7 separate regions of the Mus musculus genome follow, and all the other regions are linked to region 7. A link is a contact called in public Hi-C, HiChIP or PLAC-seq, Micro-C and promoter capture Hi-C data. All regions are on one chromosome and are shown on one strand. The core of a region is the stretch at or near the end of the contact, and the rest is flanking DNA. Distances in the headings are between cores, read along the strand shown. Region 1 has its middle 220 kb from the start of Large1. Region 2 overlaps Large1 (LARGE xylosyl- and glucuronyltransferase 1). Region 3 overlaps Large1 (LARGE xylosyl- and glucuronyltransferase 1). Region 4 overlaps Large1 (LARGE xylosyl- and glucuronyltransferase 1). Region 5 overlaps Large1 (LARGE xylosyl- and glucuronyltransferase 1). Region 6 overlaps Large1 (LARGE xylosyl- and glucuronyltransferase 1). Region 7 holds the start of Large1 (LARGE xylosyl- and glucuronyltransferase 1).

Region 1 (2,700 bases), core at 152-2,651, 220 kb after region 7:
ACACATATCATATACAGTATATGGCAAAGCTCTTTTGGAAATTCCCAATCTTAATAAGTCTGTCCTATTTTGTCAGCAAAAAATTTTAAAACTCTCCTTGAGACTCTCTGAAAATAAAGCTGAGGAGATGACTCAGTGGATAAGAACATTTGCTGTCCAAGCATGACTACTCATGTCAAGTATGAGTTTGAAATCTCAGCCCCAACACAAAAATCCTAGCATGACTGAACACTTGTTACCTAGTGCTGTTACCATGGACACTGGGCTTTTTGGTTGCCAGAAACCCTGTCTCAAGGGATAAGATGGAGAGTGAAGGATCAGTTTACATGATATTCTCTTCTGCCCTTCACAAATTCATAAATTACACACATAAATACACACACACACACACACACACATACACACACACATACATACACACACACATGAAACTAACACAGACTGGCCCCAGTCGGCCTGCCTCAATCTGTGGAAGAAATTGGGGGGTTCTGGTTACAGGTGGGCAAGGAGTTGGCGACTAAAGGGTGACAAACAGACACAAGCACAAGGGAGTGTGGTGTATGAATGCAATTTGTCTCAAAGTGAGCACCAGTATTATAAAAACAGAGGAATGCATACAAAAAGCTAACAGGAATCAACTGGGATAAAATTCAATGTTAACAATTGGAATCAAAAGCAGCCCCTAAGGTCGGCTTAATCTTAGAAGCCAGGGGCAAGAACTTCAGGCCCTTGCCATAGTTCCAATTCTAGTCTATTGTATAGTCCACCTCCCCACTAGGCCATTGTAAATTCCTGTGTATGGGTGTAACTCAGCTATCTATAGTTCTAAGTATTTACTCTAGTTCCTTTTTAGAACACAACCTTCCTTCTTCCTAGATAATTCTTCTTCTTTGTAAATTCTTGCATATGGGAGTAGCTCGGCTATTATTCTAAGTGATTGTGTGTGGGGGGGCTTTCTACTAATAAGTAATGTAGTCTGCCATACATAACTATAATGATTCTAAGTATACTTTGCTAAGCTTACCCTGAGATTTCTAACTCTTTTTTTTTTTTGAGATTTCTAACTCTTATCCAGTAAAATACTGTAAGAAAGCATGCAAGACTGTCCACACTATTACAGGGACAAATCTGGGGCATTCTAGCTATGAGAATGCCAAATTTCCAGGAGACTACGTTTCCATGAACTTTTTGCCTCAGGACTGAGTCCAGGTTTTTGGGGCCTGTCACAAGTGTCACTACTGGAGTGGACGTAGCAAGAAACATCTATACACACATGCACATATATACACATGCACACACACACACACACTAACACAACCAGTCTCTAGATTTTCTCTTCTAGACCCCATGGTACCAAGTTCAGATATTGGTTTAAGAATGTGACCATTGTTTTTCTTCATGCCTCAGAGGATGAATCAGCTATACTCCATAAGAAAACAAACCTGCACGTCCTACATGCAGCATCCTTTAAGGGGACTCTGTTTGGAGAAGAGGATCTTCTTTCCTATATTTGTCTACCTCCATTACTCTTGAAACACACTATGGTTGTCTATACATAAAATTAAAACCAAAATTAAGAGGAAGCAATAGTTTACCACAATGTGTCCCAGTTGTCTCTTTTGATAGCAAGGCTGTTTATCTTCCACTCACTATTGAGCCTGCAGAAGTCTTATTGTTTTCTCCTCTTTTCACAGAAAGCAAGCATCCTAAGGAGACCAATAATCTCCTGCAAAACATTTTCCCACTCTATTGTTAACTTTTGATTACTGTCCTCTCCCTCTAGAATGACTGTTCTTTCAGACCAGGAAGCCTTATTAATTCTGGGTCAGAATTCAATGAAAGGTCTCTCAACTTATAACTTTTCAACTCATTTTACAGAACGAATGAGCCCTTTCTACTGTCACTGAAGGAACTCTGGTCTTCTCAGAAGTGTTTGCTGCTGCCCACTCCCCACCTTTGCTGAATTCTCACATATTCTGACTCTAGAATAGAGTTTTCTTTACTCTAACCTACAAGGAGTATCTTGAATCTTACTGCATTTTACACTGAACCATAATAAATTAAATAAATGAGTCACAGTGGGTGTCTAAGCTTTTTCTATATTCTTATTTCAAGACAGGCATGTCAGAATAAGTTTAAGTTCTCAGAAGCTCCTGGACTCTAAGGTATGAAGTAAGTTGAACTCTATCTTACTTATATCCACGACTAATAAAACACTTACTGCTAATAAATACAAAATAGGTTTCTTTTGTATTTGATCTCAAATTATTTTTTAAAAATAATTAGTGTAAAGATTTACATGTAGCTGGGCATGATGGCGCACGCCTTTAATCCCAGCACTCGGGAGGCAGAGGCAGGTGGATTTCTGAGTTTGAGGCCAGCCTGGTCTACAAAGTGAGTTCCAGGACAGCCAGGGCTATACAGAGAAACCCTGTCTTGAACCCCTGCCCCCCGCCAAACAAAAAAAGATTTACATGTAATTTCAACTAAGAAATATGTTTGAAAGTCAGGTATCTTAGTTTTTTTGAAAGAAGCAATAAAGATATTACAAGATGACTGACTAAGGTGAGAGTTGGTTTGTTACCTGTAAGAGTGTGTGATAGATTGATTAGGAAGATGGTATCAATCTTCTATGCCTTCAAGTACCATTGGTTTGTTGCAATGCAGTTTTTTTTTTCCAGAGATGTCCACATGCCTTAC
Region 2 (2,823 bases), core at 243-2,742, 150 kb before region 7:
CCTTGCATTAAGAAGACATGTCACTTTAGTCTTTCAAAGGCTCTGAAGATAGCCATTAAGAATTATATAGAGTGCCAGGCGTGGTGGCACACACCTTTAATCCCAGCACTCAGGAGGCAGAGGCAGGCGGATTTCTGAGTTCGAAGGCCAGCCGGGTCTACAAAGTGAGTTCCAAGACAGCCAGGGCTATACAGAGAAACCCTGTCTCGAAAAACCAAACCAAACCAAACCAAACAAAACAAAAGAATTATATAGAGTAAATCATTAACAGAAAAGTACAAACCATTTACAAGCTAAAGAGTCTCAGTGAAGACCAAGGTTCTGCAGGCAGAGGTGAGATAGACTGAGGCATCAATGGTGAGGCAAGCAGGCACTCAATCAGTGAAGACATCTTTTTGCTGATCAGAATGGCATGCAAAGCCAAGAGGCTGGGATAGGGAGGGGAATCACAATAACCTACCCAAAAGCATATTCACCAGCTAGCCAGAAAACAAGGATAACAGAACACTTGATTTGTCCTCAGTGCCCAGGGTGGGTGGAAGTAAATAAAATAGGCAAATGTCCCAGGATATTCTCATTCAGGAAATGCAGGAACCAGAGATCTAGATGGTCTCCTTATAGGACAGGGCTGCCTCAAATTCTTACCTACGCACAGCAGCAGAAGCCAACTACTGGCTACAAAGGAAGAAGCTTTGTGTGGAGAGGCAAGGACAAGGAGGGCACAGTCCAGCTCTGCATGTGGCCTTCCATTGTCTGGGCTCATACCACTCCTTAACCTCTTCTCATTAGCCACCAGCCCTCCCACAGGGGAACAAACAAAACACTCTGCTATTCCTTCCAGCTACATGATTGGTCTCTCATTTCTACCTGGTTCTTCCGACATGCGACCTGTCCATCCTATTAAAGCAGTACTGCCCATTCTCATGCCTGACCTGGCCTTCACCATGCCACTGGTCCTTCATCTTGCCACCATGGTTTAGATACCACTGTTGTCTTACTATTCAGTATACCATGAATATGTCCATGCCTCACTGGGATGCAGGTGGGCCATGACACCAGAGAAAAGAACTGGTAAGATTGAGTGAGGTCAGACCCTGGAAATCTCATAGACTTGAGATCAGCAGGAGTCTAGCCACTTCCTACCCATTTCTGTACCTCCTCTGGAACATGTAATCATGACATCCCAGTGAGAAGACCATGGCAGTCACTCATATAGGAAAAACACCTGGAGGCCTTCCCTATGCAAATAGAGCACCACAAACATCTCAATCTGAGCCAATAGGAAACACCTGCTCCTAAATCCCACCCTACTCCTCAATGTTATATACAGTCCCTACCCACATGGAATAAAGCCCACAAGTTATTTCACTGAGGCTAGTCTGAGAGTGGCTGTTTGACTGAGCTGTAACACTTGGGGAAGAGTTCTCTCTCCCAAACCATTCATTGCTGGATCTTGGCCTCTCCTGGCTGAGCAGGCTCATGCCCCTGCCACTGGTGTAACTGGCACCATCCTTGTAGGGAAACCTCAGCTACTTGTCCGGCACAGGCTGCCCAAACCTCCTCACCTCTCTTTTGAGAGCTGTGACACTAACTCTTGGCACTATCATCTGGACACTAGTCCCGGGAAGCCTATTTATTCCAGTTCTGCTTTGCCCTCTTGGCAGACAGCAGACAACACTTCATCTTCCTGCATCCGCTAGTAGATAAATTTCATGAGAAATAGGGACACTCTGGGGTGTGAAGTTTCTAGCACCAGGTCCTACAGTGATGCCTGGCTGTGCTTGTTAAATGAATAATCTTGGGAGATCCACCTCATAGTTCTGAAGCTTAGTAGCTGCATCAGAAATGGTTATTCTCCATCCCTAATGGATGGCAAGGAGTGTCCTTCCATATGAACAGGGAAGCCCATATTCAATAGCACATCACTAAATGAGCTCAATGGCACTAACAGGGCCAGCAAAATGCTTCTATCACATCAAGCTCTGACTACCATCACTGGCTGTGCTCCATTCAGGAAATTCAGATTTCTATGAAATGGGGTCAGTAGTGCCCTCTGCAGGAGCCACAGAGCAGAACAGCCATGCTCTAAAGGCCACAGTCTGCAAAGAGAAATCTGGCATTCCCCCAGGACTCTTACCTCTAATTTGTTGACTAGTTGAGGCAGATTTGCTTGGGAGCATGGGTTCAATGGAGCCACTAGATCTGAAATGATGCTGGGACTACGCTCTGTGAGGCATGGAGCTCTCTCGTTTCCTGTCAAGTAGTGAGCAGCACTTTTGGTTTAGGAGGTGGAGATTACAGGTAAGATAGGCTGCACAGCATTTCCAGGGCAGCATGGGGACGAAAACCAGATATGTCGACCCAGTCACAGCCCCAACAGACTTTCTATCATTCTCTAAAGTTCTCACACAGCTGGTCCCTTAATTAGAGTAATTTACTTTTCTCCAAACATGGTCACTTGGCCCACAAATGGCCGAAAGGACATAAATGACAACAGGTACAGTGTCTCAGGTCCTCCCCAACCCTCTTCTTCAAGGGAGTGCTAACAGGGTGTGGAAATATAAATGGGTAGGAATGAATGAAGGAGACAGCAAGCCTAATTCTGCCTTCATTTTTACTAAAGGTTAAAGAACTGGCAGAGACACAGGTGACAACAGTAATGACAAGCTACAACCAGGTCACAAGAAAGCTCATGAGGCAGCAGTTTGGTAAGCACAAAGGCCCAGAGGGGCTATTTACTCACATGCAAAACAAAAGCTAATTGTACTAGCTGGGTTAACATAGTGTGGAGGAAAGGCCATTAATAAAGGACTAGAAAAACAA
Region 3 (3,064 bases), core at 548-3,047, 210 kb before region 7:
CTTTCATGGTCCCTAGAGACCCACTGCCTTATACTATACAGACGAGAGCAGTGGAAAATGCCATCCTGTACAGCCATTTGCCTAGAAATGGCTGTCTTATTCTATATGTCATGGCTGTATCTGCAACCTGCTTGACACCATGACCTGTTGGGACAGAAACTGTGCTGTTGAAAAGCATTTCCGGTTGACAACAACATGATTATTCCTGTTGCAACATTGCGTTGAATTCCTCTCCTCATGGCCCATACAAAGCATTCCAGGACTGCATCAAAATAGTCATTCTGTCTTTAAATTACACCTTGAACATACTCTAAGCTGCTGCTCTCACCTGTTTCTGTCCACATCACTCTTACCTAAATGTTCCCAATGACCATCTAACCCTGATTCAGTTACCTGCCATGCACAGACAGATGACATTCAACCATAGTCATCAGGTCATATCATATTCTCCATAGTTCCTTTCCATCAAACATAAAGCTAGACCCAAGAGCTTTACAGTGACTCATAAGCAGTTACCTGGTTCCAGCTATCATTCTGACCTCAATGTAGTCCTGTGTGCATTTTGTGTCTGCTGTATGGGCTTTCTGGATGCTTTCTACCAATGCTTACCTAGGGGCTGCTGGCTGTAACCTTTTCAGTAAGAATTTATTTGAACCCCACTCTTCAGAGAAGCATCTGGCAACACACTTTTGGAGCACTGACCATGCCCATGCCCATACAGAAGCCCTGAGTGCATTCTCCATGCCCACATTCACATCCACACTGAAGCCCTGGGTCCTTCTCTCCCACCTGGCACATCTTCCACTACAAGCATCACTATGCTTGCTCTCCAATAAGAATGTTTCTGTCCCCTTCTCCTTTGCTTCTCTGGACCTTCGGAGGATAAATTCAAAAGTATCAGGGTTTACTGAGGTCCTATTTCATCCACCATGCTATCTCCATGACCTAGAAACAACCATATACTAGGCAACAGGCTTCAACATCAAAAATAAAGAATGTATGTGAATGGAAATAATTATTACAACTGTCCACTTACTAGAATCAGTGGACATGAGGATAGGCATTGCAGTTCTCTTACTGACTGTCCACTCTGCCCAGATAAATCTAACACATAACCCAATTTAACGTCTCAATTCTGTAGCAAGTCGTATTGCTCATATATTGAGAAGGAAACAGAAGCCTGCTGAGCTTAGTTAACCTGCCAAGAGTAAGTCTTTCTATATTTCATCCCACATTCTGCCTCTAGATAGCTTTTATCAGAAATAAAGGCTGCACTTCCCAGTAACAAGGTGGGAACATGTCTCACTAAACATATGACGGAGATCTGAGGAAGGATAGTTTCACTAAGAATCAGAAAAGTGAAGAAATTCCTATAAAATGACAAACATGGAGGGCTTTAAATGAGAGTTTTTCTAACTCCACCCAGGTTCAGCAACAACAAGGGAGGGTGACAGAGAGAGTCGACTATGAGACACCCCAGATGGTGAGCACAGTGGCAGAAGACGGAAAAGAGAAGCTAAAAGGATGCCTGGGTTTTGAAATCCTAACCAGGCCATCCTGAGCATTCCATGAACTTTCAATTGGAAGCTGTGGCAGCCTGGGCAAAGCAACTTCAGGAAGAGGAAGAGGCCATTACTTGTAGAGCTATAAGCAATGTTGGTGCTGCAAACAGAGCTGGGTTCCCTCTGCCCATCCAGCCTCTAACACAGAAAAGAGAAGGCTGAACAGGGGCAGAATGAGCTCAGGATACTAAAGGGTTCATGGAGGCTCAGCTGCCAGATTCAGGCCAGGCAGAAGTGAATGGGGAAAATCAGAGCTCAAGGTCTGCAATCACCAGAGTATTCAGAAGCTTATCTGAGGCAGCAGGCTCCAAGGGAACCCACAAATGGTTAAACTCACAGATTCCTCCCTGATGAGTGGCTTCAGCTGCTTCAGCTGCTCATCAATAGAATCTCCAGCTGATAATTATTAAGTGAAACTAGAGGCTTATATTTGCATATGTAAAGCACACTTCCCACAGAAGCCACAATGGGAGAGAGAATGTGCTTCCTGATTGTACAGCACGAGGAGGAGGATGTTGGGTGGGGATCCAGCCTGTTCTGCATGTGTTGCTCCATGCTAATCAAGCCAGATATTCAACAAAAATAAATCCTACATCCCAAAATATACTTTTTTATCAAAATCCAGAGTTCACATAAGAGACCTCTCTCTAGAGATTTGAAGAGGATGTGTTTTACAATGAGTAGCTATGAGGGTGGTCATTACCAGGCTGGGTGCATACTCATGCACACATACCCCACACACCCAGTCCCCTATACTCCTGGGCTGACTCAGTGTATCATGGGACAGGGCTGAATTCCTCAAGACAGCTTCCATCCCTGCCACTGGTTCCTGAGGCTTTTAATCTCTGCCTTGTCCATGGAGATGCTTTAGCACTGAAGAATAAGTTGACTGGAAATGCCAGCAGCACCTTGTCCCTCAGACCTAATGGCTCACCTCTGTTACTTTTACCTTAGTTTATGAGGAGGAACATCTTTGAAGAGCATGGCTCTCCTCTAGAGAAGTATACTGCAGCAGAAGATGCCAACATACCCAAAAGATAAAGAGGACACTATCCTCTAACTTGACCTGAAAAATTGGGAACTTCAAATTATTAGTGTCAGTTGAAGGTTCTAAAAGTTCAGAGAGTAGTAAGAAAGCCACAAGAACAAGAATGGGTACCTAAAATTATACTCATGATAGTCTAAAGAAATAGACAAGCAGGACAAATAAAAATAAAAGTATCAACCATGGTTCTCTTTGTCCTTGATTGAGTTTGTGACCCCCATGATAATCTGCCATCTTTTTCTAAAAAATGGAGAAAAGAACTCTTTAGGAGTCATCGTACATGAGTCATAAATTTACTTTATAACATGGAAATATCTAATCATGCATCAATTTTCCAATCTTCTGCTATGGGGCAGAAGACTTCTCTATCAGGATATGCCAAAGGCCCGAAATTCCACACGGTTCTTTTTATATAACACACAAAGAAACTGCCAAACACAGGTAGCTTGGGTTTCTT
Region 4 (2,965 bases), core at 462-2,961, 230 kb before region 7:
TAGTGACCAAAACTGGAGCATATGACATACTATTTGGTTCATATGCATATTAGCTAATCTCCAAAGGCCAGACACTAGAAAAACAAGGAAAACTTCAAGGCTTCTACCTCCATCTCTCATCCAGAATACACTGCCTAACATACATTCAATCTCTACAACCTGTACCTACAGGTAGGAATGTCAGAGCTGTGAATGAAAATGAATTCCTGACAGCGCAAGTATGAAAAGGTGAACTTTATTCTAGAACCTCTAAGATGGATTCAGACTTGGAAAGGTTTGGCCTTTCCTGATATGCCAGGACTATGATGGATTCTGTACATATAAAAGGAAAAGAAAATTAGATCAGGTTGGCCATTGGGGCTCTGATGGCAGTAAACACAGTGTCTGCATCGCATCCCAGGGTAGCTACTGTATGGAGGGGAAATGTATGCAGGGAGATGTCAGAAAGGAAAAGAAGAAGGACTGTTATGGCCAGACGGAAGCTATATGTCTCCTGCAACATATATCACCTGGGACCCCCTCAGGTCTACCAGGCATTTGTGGCACAGCATGTCCATCTCCAAAAACATAAAGAAGAAGCTGCTCTGGGCTTTGTCTATGAAAAGAGAAAAATGGGGACATTTTTCTCCACTTCCTCAATTCTTTAATTTCTCATAAGTGAAGGCAGGTAAAAGTGAATGATTGGGCACATCACATGGAACCTCATATCTTAGCAACTGCCTCTACAAAATGAGGGTTCAAATTCTTTTTTTTTTTTTTTCTTTTCGGCTTTTTCGAGACAGTGTTTCTCTCTATAGCCCTGGTTGTCCTGGAACTCACTTTGTGGACCATGCTGACCCCGAACTCAGAAATCTGCCTGCCTCAGCCTCCCAAGTACTGGGATTAAAGGCATACGCCACCACCGCCTGGCTTGAGGGTTCAAATTCTTATACACAGATTTTCCCTAACTTGCTGTTTTCCAAATTTAATTTAAATTTTTTTTTTTTAAGTAACATACTAGGGAGGTAAGTAAGTCAGTGAACCAAGGTACCAGGGTTCAGCCAGCCAATGCCTTAGAGAGGGGTGGAACAAAAGCCATGCCTTAAGATAGAACCTGCCTCAAAAAATACCTGTATGGGTAACAAAATGAAAAACAATTGCTACTGATGTTACTGGAAAAAAAAACCAAACCAAACAAACAAAAAATCACATGAACTTTTGGCCACCTTTCTCCTCTGGGAGTCTTTCATCATAGGTGGATTACTTGGTCTAAATATTAAACCCTGATATCACACACAAAATTGTTTTGAATCTAAAATATAGGAAGACATGCCTCCCACTTCAGGTGGCCAATTCTTTAGAGGCTTGATGAAGTGAAATAGAGTTAGAGGGCCCCCCCCCCCGCCCCCCGCCCAAGAGCCTGGTAGAAGACCAGAAATGATTCATCTTGCAGGAGTATCTCCACATGACCTCCAACACTCATACTTGTGAGGCCCAGTAAAACACGAGGAGGGAAGGAATGTAAACAGCTCCAGCTTTCTCATTTCCTTCGTGCCCAGCCCATATTACTGGCTGCTTCAAAACTGATGTTCTCACGTTCTGAAAGCAGCCATACTGCATGGAAAACATTAAAAATAAGGCTGAACTTCACAGGAGATCAAAGTTGTCTGAGCAATACTTAGATGAGCAATACATTCAGCCTATGAATGTCTGGGACATGTGGACTCTCTGCCCAACACTGATTCATGCTGGTTGTTCTGTACTCCAAGGTATTTATATGAGTGTACTGACCCAGAAGAAGTCTATACATGTTAACCAGGAAATGTGACAGATAATGACTGTTGGCTTTCAACCTGCCAGACTCTTTTGTAGGTGCTAAGGCAGTAATAAAAGAACAAAGAGACCAACTATCTATCCTGACACCATTAGCTTATATTCTAGTGCAGGGAAAATACAGAAAATCACCTAGCAAAAATGCTATGCATTCATATGCCACACCTGCAAAATCTACATAGAGCAGCAGATAGGGTATAGCCTAAATAAAAAAGTGCACCTGGACTAAACAAGTCCATTTTTCTTGTTATTATTTTCAGAATATCACAATGTCACAAATATTTCCATAAAACTTAGCTTATGGTGGCATTGCATACTATCTTCAGATGGTATTAAAGCATAGACTACATTGTCTATAGACTATAAGCAACCATGGCATTTTCTATGAGACTTGTTCATCTGCAGATTATGAGATGTGCATATAGAGTCTGAGGAAGGACTAGGCACACTAAATAATAGAATGAGAAGCTGATAATATTAAAAAAATTAATTTAGAAAGGCAAAAAATAAGCATATGGAGAGTTCAACATTTTAAAAGCAAAGTAGCCAGCAAAACTGAATCTAAAAAATTAACTGCAGAGATCAACCCTTTTTTTTTTTTTTGACTCAGGAAAAAGCACTGAAGGCAGAAAGGACGGAACCTGAACTACAGGGGCATGATGCCTGGAAGGACAAGACAGGCTTCCTAGAAGAGAGGTACACTGGAGGAAGACTGAGGAAAATGAGCAGATGCAGCTTAGACCCTTTAAACCTCAGAAGAGTTAGGAGAGAACCTGGCTTTTCCCTGGAGAAGAAACCAGAAGAAACATCCTTTCAATGTTCAGTGCAATAAGTTCAGAGGATGCAGGCTCCCCCTAGCAGTAAGGTTTGCTACGTGTAGTGGGAATATGGAGAAGCTAGAGCACATATGCTCACTGCTGGTGAGGATGTAAAGTGGTAGAGCTGCTGTGGAAAAACTCTAGAGCAGACCATTGAAAAAGTAAAATAGAATGAGCATTTCTTTAGGGGCTTCTCAGACATTAGATATTCCTCAGTGGAAAATTCTTTGTTTACATCTGTAGCCCATTTTTAAAATAGGGTTATTTGGTTCTCTGGATTCTTAACTTCTTGAGTTCTTTGTATATATTGGATATTAGCCTTATATCAGATGTAG
Region 5 (2,700 bases), core at 148-2,647, 190 kb before region 7:
GGAAATTGTATTTCCTGAAGCTAGAGCTACAGACTGCTGTGAGATGCTTTACAAAGGTACTGGAAACCAAACTTGAATGAATACTCTTAACCACTGAGCAGCCTATACAGACACTCAGGAAGACCTCTGTTGTAAAATCTATACAGATAAGTTCTTATCTTCACTCCCAGAGACTGGGTATAAGCAGCCTACCCAGTCTGGAGTATATACCACTCCACACAATGAAAACTTTTAGAGAAGTCATAAACAATCTCAACCATGGCTCTGTACTCTGGGTTCCCACTTATAGACTTCAGGCTTTTGGAAAGAGTGATGTGTTCCTGTGAGTGTGAAAGAACATAGCTCGTCCCTGGGATTAGCAGGAACAATCCTGACTTTATCTCCCTGAGACACAACTCAGAAGATGAATAATTACTTCAGTTCAGATGGCTTCTCAAAATACCCACTGTCATATGCTGGAAGGAGGGGGCGGGGAGGAGAGATATGCTGGTCATTAGAAATGTCATCTGCCTGTTCTGCAGAAATTAAATCAAAGCATCCTTTAGATGAAGTGTGACAATCATGCAGTTGAAACCCAGAATATCAATGTTACCAATACTGTCAGCAACCACCCACTCAGTTATCAGCTAGAGGACGCTATGAAGACACATGTAGATTTCTTAATTTCACCACTGTTTTTCTTGTTAATTTAAAAATATCACAGTTTTAATTACACTCAATTTAATGAACTATATTTGCCAGCTTCATAATTTATATTGCTGAAAAAGCACTTACATTTCAAATGGTATACTTTGTTCTCATACATCCTTAAGGTGAATTTGTATCTAAAACTGTCAGAGTGGTGGGGGTGCCGAGAGTGCTAGAGACCCTTCCCCTAAGACACTCAGAGGCCCAGCTTCCACTAGATAAGCATCTAAGTGGTGGAGAGATGAAAGTGAAAGTGAAGCAGAATATTGTGTGCACAGTGAAGAGAGGCAGTAGCAGCAGCTGCAGCAGAAGGGGAAGAAGAGGAGGAAGAGAAGGAGGAGAAACTCAAGGGGGTAATGAATAGCCTGAAGAATGAAGGGCCTGAGTGTGGGGGGAAAGGGACATCTCTACCATGCTCTGCCCCACTCACCACTCTTTGACAGTTTTAGATACAAATCTATCTTGAGGATAATGTGAGTAGCCTGTGATCCATTTGAGGCCATGGTAAATCTTTGTTCCATGCTGCTCTGGAGGGTCATCCTTAAGTCCATGGCCCTGCAGGGGTCTGTGTTGATATCTGTGGCTCATGTAAACAATAGCTGTTCTAGACTGCCACCTGAGGCCATGTTGATGTGCCAGGGTTCTGCAGAGCTGGCACCACCCTTAGCTTAGTCAGTGTGGGAGAGCTGGCGCTAAGGCATGAGGGTGGGTAAACTGGCCCCGCCTCTCCCTAGCTGTATCACTCCTGAAAGCAGGCCCTGCCCTACACCTTGCCTGAGCACCACGGTAGAAAAGGCCCTAGTGGTGTGGGAAAGCCAGCTCCAAGGGCATTAGAGCACAGGGGTATAGGCTGGGGATGTAGGGGAATGAGGAGAGGTAGGGAGAGGTTTGCTGCCTATTGTACTCAAGTAAGCTGACATGCCTCTTCCTGGGGCAGTGCTGGAGAGCTGGTGCAGCTGATATGAATGCTAGAGAGTTTCCTGGCAGAGCAGTCAGGCTGACCAACTCAGCTACCACTCAGGCCCAAATCCAGGGTTTTGAGTTTGGCCACCCAAACATCTACCCCAACTTTGAACTGGTCCTCCAGAACCAAAGCTTCAAGAGTTCTATTACACAAAGCAACCAACAGAATGTCGAGAGGAGTCCCAGTGAGGACCCAATACTGATAGTATTGCAGAAGCTAGAGGCCTGTAGCCAAACTAATGACTCAATGCAATGAACATTTGCAAGTAAAGCTGTTTGGGCAAAAGGGTATACTCTGAGACACACAGTAACACATGTAGCTTCCTTGGTGAGATGTTGTTGTTGCTGCTGCTATTATTGTGTTTGTTTGTTTGTGTTTGTGTTTGTTTGTTTTCTTGGGGGTGCAAGGGCAGATATAGAGGCACTGGGGGATGAGTGGGATTGTGGTACATATGAAATTTACAAAAACTCAATAAAAAAATTAAACACACACAAATACTGTCAAAGAGCTATGGAAAACATCTAAATATTAAACAAGTTGTCAAAACTTCCCCTCCCCCAAACTCCTCATAAGGAATAAAGTGATTGGGTCATTAACTATTTGTGTGGGAAGCCATTAAAGCAGAAGTTGAAATCTTAATTCATACCCTCAGTTCTCAGAAGTCAGAGGTTCATGGCAAGATTACCAGAGTCTGGATGGTATATCTGCTGTTTGTCAGCCTTGTGCTTTCAGGCTTGATAAAAGCTTTAGGCCTCACCTCCCTTCTGTTAAATGGGAATGATATCAGTACCTCTTCTAACAGGTTATGGGTGATGACTAATCCAGACAGCATGTATAAACCCTTTAGAATAGTGTCAAGAATACTTAAACATTTTTTAGAATAAGCACTTCCAACATTGATATTGTACAATAATACAAATGTCAATATTTCACTAAATATGAGCATAATTTGGCTAAACAGATCACCCACACATTTCTTTGACAAGGCTACCTCTCAAATGCTTATGGTAAATGCTTATGGGGTTTGTTGTGCTTGCTAATTTGAAATT
Region 6 (2,955 bases), core at 3-2,502, 250 kb before region 7:
CTATACTATAACACCCTGTTTCTGGTCCCTCAGAGGGAAAGGATGCCTTGGCATGGGCCTGCTAAGACATCCTCTTCCCCCATACCTTATCACACACATTCCATAGAAGATATTCTCTCTCTTTATCTTTTTATAAACACATCATCAAGATTATAGTTTTGCCTTGTCTAAATACTTCATTTGAAGTGGTGGTGTATTTCTTTGTGACTCCAAACTTATTTCTTACAGAAGGAAGAGTAACTCTGCTTCTATGGACAGAAATTGTATAAGTTATGTGAACTCCATACAGGTTCAGGTCTTCAGGTACTAAAAATGCTCAGTCTCAAGAAAGGTACTTCAATGTCAATCTAGCTGCTACGGTAACTGGGGCAGGACAGCAAGAAGGTTTTACTTCCCTGCTGTCAGGAGTTCTTAATCATTTTTCCTTAATAAATGTACATTTGTTCTGCTCAGCCTTGGCTTGCTTCCCATTATATCCTTATACATCTTAGGCATGAGAAAATAAACTCTGACAACACTGGCTTAGGGTACCTATGGTGAAAACTGTCTGATCTTCAGACATCCCAGATCCACAAGTTGAGTTCTTAAATAGTCAAGAAAGTCTATGCTATTCTCAAAAATCACACACATCACTCGGATTTGGCATCTAAAGAAGAGAAGAGAGCATGGATAAACAAGACTTCATTGAATCAAAACAAACAAAAAACAAAACAAGACAAAAACTGGTTGTCCCTGCTCACTACAATGTGGAAGGTACAGAAGTCCACTTGCAGATACAAAGGAAGGTTCCTTCAAGAGCCTGATTATCCTAGCACCCTCATCTCAGCACCCTAAGGCCCAGGATCACATGGAATAATTATGTGCTGCTGAAGCTGAAAAAAGGAAAGAAGGAAGGAAAATAAATAGAACTTTTGTGCTTGGGAGGACATAAAGTGAAAAACATTACTCAAGAGTAGGAGAAAAATATCTGCTAGTGAGTAACTGATGAGGGATTTGTGAGGATGATAAAGATCATTTACAACACAAACAAAAAAAGACAAGTAAGCCAATTAAAAGTCCCGGAGAGGCTCTGAATAGCCATTTTTTCAAGAGAGATTTACAAATGGTCAATAAGCACATGAAAAGACACTCAATCCCATTAATCCCCAAAGAAATGCAAAATGTAAAAGCACAATGAGATAGCTCTACATACTCATTAACATGCTTAAAATAACACTAACAACAGCTTGGTTGGGGAGGATTCTGAGCCAGAAACCATTATTGATGAAATTTAGAAATTTAGAGTCTGCACAGGTGAGAGTGAGGACTGCAGAAGTGACACAGCTTCTGGGACAGACCCCTTTTCAGGCTCCAGACATCTGGGCACCTTCCCCTTCAGAGGAGAGGTGTCCCACTGGTAGGGCTCTGATCTCCAGAGCAGGTGAGAGAGACATCTTGTGTCCCTGGTCACTCGGAGACCAGTCTGTGAAGGTGAACATTCAGACTGCAGAGGCAACACATCTTCTGGGACAGGCCCTGTTTCGGGCCTTTATCTTCAGCCAGGAGGCCGGTCTGAATGCCAGACCTTTGTGCACCTTCCCTGAAAGAGGAGACCTTGCCTGCAGAAAGTACTCTGACCACTGAGACTCAGGAGAGAGCTGGACTCCCAGGATTGCTGACAGAGTCTAACAGAATCACAAGAGGAACAAGCTCCAACCAGAGACAACTATAACAACATATGCCAGAGATGACCAGATGGAGAAAGGCAAACATAAGAATCTTACTAACAGAAACCAAGACCACTCACCATCATCAGAACCCAGCACTCCCACCTCAGCCAGTGCTGGATACCCCAACACACCAGAAAAGGAAGACTCGGATTTAAAATCATATCTCATGATGCTGGTAGAGGACTTTAAGAAGGGCATTAATAACTCACTTAAAGAAATACAGGAGAACACTGCTAAAGAGGTAGAAGTACTTAAAGAGGAAACATAAAAATCCCTTAAAGAGCTACAGGAAATCACAACAAAACAGGTGATGGAATTGAACAAAACCATCCAAGACCTGAAAAGGGAAGTAGAAACAATAAAGAAAACCCAAGTGAGAGATAGAAATCGTAGGAAAGATATCAGGAATCATAGATGCCAGCATCAACAACAGAATAGAAGAGATTAAAGAGAGAATCTCAGGTACAGAAGATTCCATAGAGAACATGGGCACAACAATAAAAGAAAATGCAAAATGCAAAAAGATCTTAACTCAAAACATCCAGGAAATCCAGTACACAATGAAAAGAGCAAACCCATGGATAGTAGGAATAGATGAGAATAAAGATTTTTACCTTAAAGGGCCAGCAAAAATCTAAAACAAAATTATAGAAGAAAACTTCCCAAACCTGAAGATAGAGATGCCCATGAACATACAAGAAGCCTACAGAACTCCAAATAGACTGGACTAGAAGAGAAATTCCTCCCGACACATAATAACCAGAACAACAAATGTACTAAATAAAGATAGAATATTACAAACAGTAAGAGAAAAAGGTCAAGTAACATATAAAGGCAGGCTTATTAGAATTAAACCAGACTTCTCACCAGAGATTATGAAAGCCAGAAGATCCTGGATAGATGTTATGCAGACCCTAGGAGAAAACAAATGGCAGCCCAGGCTACTATACCCAGCAAAACTCTCAATTACCATAGATGGAGAAACAAACGTATTCCATGACAAAACCAAATTCACACAATATCTTTCCATGAATCCAGCCCTTCAAAGGATATAAAAGGGAAAATAACAACACAAGGACGGAAACAACACCCTAGAAAAAGCAAGAAAGTAATCCTTAAACAAAGCTAAAAGAAGACAGCCACAAGAATAGAATCCCAACTTTAACAACAAAAATAACAGGAAGCAACAATTATTTTTCTTTAATTTCTCTAAACATCAATGAACTCAATTGCCCAATAAAAAGAC
Region 7 (2,700 bases), core at 151-2,650:
AGGGTCCCAGGGTGGCGGGAAAACAATACCTCCAGGTGTTACTAAGAACCTGCCCCCTACACACACACACCAACTCGCTCTTGCCTATCAATATCTTGTACACCTAAGAGCATGTCAGGCCCTGAGACAGATCCTGGGGACACTAGAGATTGGGGTCTTCCACCTCCTGCTTTTCCGGGACTCAAAGCCAAGTCAGAAACGGTGTGCCCATCCTTTTTACTAGCATCCTAAGCACACCGGGTACCAGCCACAGGTTTGGATAAGTTGTCCAGCATTGCTCACTAAAGCGTTCCCACGATGGTTCTCTCGCACATCAGGGCTCTTACCTTGGCCTTGACTACATCCAGGCAGAGGTACACTCCGAAAGAGCTGAACCGCGTGGTGCCACTGACGCCTACTAAGTGCAGTGGGTCCTGGTGGAGATCCCAGCTGGAGCTGTTCTAACCCGACCGACCGACGGTGCCAAGCACAGACTTCGGGACAGCCTTGGGCTCCAAATATCAATAGGAAAGGTCCGCCTTGCCGGGACTGAGCACTCTCCCTTCTTTCTCCTCCTCCGAGGCGGCTGCCGAGAGCTGCTCTACGCCAGAAGGACTCTTCCAAGCCCTGGGCGCCTCGCATGGGCAAGGGCCTGGGGGCCGCCCTGGGTTGGATCCGGGAAACCAGCGCCAGGAAGAAACGGGGAGCCGCAGCTCTGCCGGCTTCACCTTCCGCGCCCCTGACCGCTTAACCCCTTCAGGGCAGGGCCTGCCCGCAACCGGCCCGGCCAGGCAAGTACACCGGCAGCCCCAGCCACGGAGAAGAGGCGAGGCAGGAGGCAGGAGGCTGGAGGCAGCTCAGCCGGACCGAGAGACCAGCGTGGCGAACGAGCACTGGGACCGACCGTAGCTGCTTGCGGTGACCCTCCCCCCCACCCCCCGGGCCTGCGCCGCCCGCCCGCGGCTCCGCGAGAAGCGGGCGCTGAAGAGGGCCTCGCCCGGGCCTGGGGCGCGGGACCGGGGGCGCGGGGCCGGGATAGATGCTCCTTGGAAGGTCACGGCCGCCGGGGCGCCGCGAGCGGGACGCAGCCCGATGGGTGCGGGGAGCCCGGGCGGGCAGCCCCCGCCGCCACCTTGGAGACGCGCCGGCTTCCCGGAGCGCTCAGGTTTGGAGCCGCTCGTCCGCTGCAGACGCTGTGGGCAGCCTGGAGCCGCGAACGGACAGGCGCGCGATCCCCGCTTCCCGCGCGGGGCCGGGAGAGAATCGCTGTGCGGGGACCGGCGTGGGAGCGCGCTGGCGGGCGCTGGTGTTGGAGCTCCAGGCTAGTCCAGCCGCCGCCGCGTGCTTAGAGCGTCGGGCTCGTTCGGCAGCTGCAGTGACTGTGTGTCTGTGTCATGTCTGTGCAGCTGGGGGGCGAGGGGGAAGGACCGCGATCCTGGGCTGGGTTCCGAGCGGGGGCGGGACCGGAGCCCGCCTCGGGGCCACGCCTCCTCCCCGTGATCGCATGGACAGCCAATGGGTAGCGCCAGGAATGTGCGTCTCTAGTGCCCGCCCTGCCTAGGCTACGCCTACGACCAAGCGCCTCCCTCCGCTCCTTGGTTCATTGGAACGCAGGCGGATGAAACACCCGGAGCCCGGAGCCCGGGCCGGGTCTCGGGAAAAGGGTGCTAGCTGGAGCTCCCCGCCCTTCTTTCCCGGACTCCGGCTACCCCAGATTTGGATGAAAGAGAGTGAAGAGAGGCGGGTTGAGTTCGCAATTGTTGCTTCCGGTTTGCGAGCAGGGTGGGTCACCGTGCCACTCCTTTTACAAAATAACGGTTTGGGGGGAAGTAGGAAGTTTACCCTGCTTTTCCTTCGGTTGGGAACGCGGCTCTCCCCTAGGTTGACCGGTCATGGGGCAGCCAGAGCTGTGAAGAGGCCCGATTTGAGCGGTTTGACATCATCTTGCTTGGATTCTGGATCCAAGAATCCTGTGCAAGACTCTGGTCCCCCTCACCAGAGGAAACTACATTTTTGTGTCCATATATACACGCATAGATGCACCTCCTTTCTAATTTTACTCTTGCTCAGAGCCCCGCTTTCAACGTCCACTAAAGGGACATCTAAGCCTCCGGATGTTGATGAGGAAGGTGAGGATGCGGAGAGTCCGCCCGGACTGCGGAAGGAGCGGAAAGATTTGGTTATAGTAAAGGGGATGGGATGTCCCTTGGGAGAATACCCTCCCTTGAGGCTGAAGCAGAGCCTGGGTGAGAAAGAGGACCAGAGCGGACGGTCTACTCCCACTGGAAGACGGAGCTCCGAAACTGCGATCCAGCTTCCGGGTTTTTTCCTCAACTAGGTCCCTTGGCTTCTGGGGGCCCCTTCCCCCAGAGTCCCCACCTCCCCCAATCCGTAGGAGCCACTGAATCTCTGTCTTCCCCTGCGCTTATCTCCTCCGGCAGCCCACCCACTGTCTTTTAATGGCTGGGGAGGATGGAGAGAGGTGGGATGCCTTAGAAAGGGCTTCCTATCTCGGGACTCTGAGCTGACTATCTTACCCGAGGTGGAGCATCACTCTAATCTCGCATTCGAAGATCCAGCTCCTCTCTGATCCCATCCCTCATCCCCAGCTCTGGCCTTGATACCTACACCCTTGGACCGTCCTTTGACCTGCTCGACACTCTCGGCTTCCCTGCGTTCTCTAGAAGCCAGGACCCCTTTTACCACCAGCAGGGGCTCTCC

The links. Promoter capture Hi-C pulls out the DNA fragments that hold promoters and counts their contacts. Hi-C and Micro-C count contacts between places; a contact is called where the count stands out from the background. HiChIP or PLAC-seq counts read pairs in DNA pulled down with a chosen protein or histone mark.
Region 1: an H3K27ac HiChIP or PLAC-seq map of extraembryonic endoderm stem cells shows a contact between it and region 7. The contact joins the enhancer-like site here to the promoter of Large1 in region 7. A contact is called at or near these places in 2 of 39 promoter capture datasets (stem cell-derived epiblast-like cells and trophoblast stem cells), 1 of 484 Hi-C or Micro-C datasets (cortical neurons) and 3 of 115 datasets of contacts at active chromatin or transcription factors (bone marrow-derived macrophages, embryonic stem cells and extraembryonic endoderm stem cells).
Region 2: a contact with region 7 is called in a Hi-C map of the N1E-115 cell line, with 3 times the contacts expected there. The contact joins the enhancer-like site here to the promoter of Large1 in region 7. A contact is called at or near these places in 1 of 484 Hi-C or Micro-C datasets (the N1E-115 cell line), 11 of 115 datasets of contacts at active chromatin or transcription factors (the NIH/3T3 cell line, bone marrow-derived macrophages, cardiomyocytes and 6 more) and 2 of 9 other capture datasets (liver and pancreatic islet).
Region 3: a Hi-C map of cortical neurons shows a contact between it and region 7, with 2.7 times the contacts expected there. The contact joins the enhancer-like site here to the promoter of Large1 in region 7. A contact is called at or near these places in 3 of 39 promoter capture datasets (the 3T3-L1 cell line and hippocampal neurons), 2 of 484 Hi-C or Micro-C datasets (both in cortical neurons) and 5 of 115 datasets of contacts at active chromatin or transcription factors (bone marrow-derived macrophages, cardiomyocytes, embryonic forebrain and 2 more).
Region 4: a contact with region 7 is called in a Micro-C map of embryonic fibroblasts, with 3 times the contacts expected there. The contact joins the enhancer-like site here to the promoter of Large1 in region 7. A contact is called at or near these places in 2 of 39 promoter capture datasets (the 3T3-L1 cell line and hippocampal neurons), 4 of 484 Hi-C or Micro-C datasets (cortical neurons, embryonic fibroblasts and pancreatic cancer cells), 6 of 115 datasets of contacts at active chromatin or transcription factors (bone marrow-derived macrophages, cardiomyocytes, embryonic forebrain and 3 more) and 1 of 9 other capture datasets (embryonic stem cells).
Region 5: a contact with region 7 is called in a promoter capture Hi-C map of hippocampal neurons, with 2.6 times the contacts expected there. The contact joins the enhancer-like site here to the promoter of Large1 in region 7. A contact is called at or near these places in 1 of 39 promoter capture datasets (hippocampal neurons), 3 of 484 Hi-C or Micro-C datasets (cortical neurons and rod photoreceptor), 3 of 115 datasets of contacts at active chromatin or transcription factors (bone marrow-derived macrophages and stem cell-derived epiblast-like cells) and 1 of 9 other capture datasets (adipose tissue).
Region 6: an H3K27ac HiChIP or PLAC-seq map of embryonic stem cells shows a contact between it and region 7, with 4 times the contacts expected there. The contact joins the enhancer-like site here to the promoter of Large1 in region 7. A contact is called at or near these places in 1 of 39 promoter capture datasets (hippocampal neurons), 3 of 484 Hi-C or Micro-C datasets (cortical neurons, myocytes and pancreatic cancer cells), 10 of 115 datasets of contacts at active chromatin or transcription factors (bone marrow-derived macrophages, embryonic stem cells, forebrain and 2 more) and 4 of 9 other capture datasets (adipose tissue, embryonic stem cells, liver and 1 more).

Annotation. Positions count from the first base shown.
Region 1 is chr8:73,570,585-73,573,284 of GRCm38.p6, forward strand. No RefSeq gene overlaps it. Among named protein-coding and RNA genes, the nearest start is that of Large1, 220 kb to the left of the region's middle. Within about 2 kb of position 1,402, at least 14 of the 459 cell types and tissues checked have an H3K27ac peak or open chromatin away from gene starts, as enhancers often do. A contact at or near this core is called in extraembryonic endoderm stem cells, where this site is marked.
Region 2 is chr8:73,199,974-73,202,796 of GRCm38.p6, forward strand. The region is part of intron 2 of Large1 (LARGE xylosyl- and glucuronyltransferase 1); the gene reads right to left. Among named protein-coding and RNA genes, the nearest start is that of Large1, 150 kb to the right of the region's middle. Within about 2 kb of position 1,493, at least 9 of the 459 cell types and tissues checked have an H3K27ac peak or open chromatin away from gene starts, as enhancers often do. A contact at or near this core is called in the N1E-115 cell line, where this site is marked.
Region 3 is chr8:73,140,909-73,143,972 of GRCm38.p6, forward strand. The region is part of intron 2 of Large1 (LARGE xylosyl- and glucuronyltransferase 1); the gene reads right to left. Among named protein-coding and RNA genes, the nearest start is that of Mir28b, 130 kb to the left of the region's middle. Within about 2 kb of position 1,798, at least 27 of the 459 cell types and tissues checked have an H3K27ac peak or open chromatin away from gene starts, as enhancers often do. A contact at or near this core is called in cortical neurons and forebrain, where this site is marked.
Region 4 is chr8:73,122,575-73,125,539 of GRCm38.p6, forward strand. The region is part of intron 3 of Large1 (LARGE xylosyl- and glucuronyltransferase 1); the gene reads right to left. Among named protein-coding and RNA genes, the nearest start is that of Mir28b, 110 kb to the left of the region's middle. Within about 2 kb of position 1,712, at least 35 of the 459 cell types and tissues checked have an H3K27ac peak or open chromatin away from gene starts, as enhancers often do. A contact at or near this core is called in embryonic fibroblasts and pancreatic cancer cells, where this site is marked.
Region 5 is chr8:73,160,789-73,163,488 of GRCm38.p6, forward strand. The region is part of intron 2 of Large1 (LARGE xylosyl- and glucuronyltransferase 1); the gene reads right to left. Among named protein-coding and RNA genes, the nearest start is that of Mir28b, 150 kb to the left of the region's middle. Within about 2 kb of position 1,398, at least 54 of the 459 cell types and tissues checked have an H3K27ac peak or open chromatin away from gene starts, as enhancers often do. A contact at or near this core is called in adipose tissue, cortical neurons, hippocampal neurons and 1 more, where this site is marked.
Region 6 is chr8:73,103,164-73,106,118 of GRCm38.p6, forward strand. All of the region lies in intron 4 of Large1 (LARGE xylosyl- and glucuronyltransferase 1), which reads right to left. Among named protein-coding and RNA genes, the nearest start is that of Mir28b, 88 kb to the left of the region's middle. Within about 2 kb of position 1,253, at least 10 of the 459 cell types and tissues checked have an H3K27ac peak or open chromatin away from gene starts, as enhancers often do. A contact at or near this core is called in cortical neurons and embryonic stem cells, where this site is marked.
Region 7 is chr8:73,352,140-73,354,839 of GRCm38.p6, forward strand. It overlaps Large1 (LARGE xylosyl- and glucuronyltransferase 1), which reads right to left and starts at 1,401. Exons shown (of 15, transcript NM_010687.2): 1 at 327-1,401.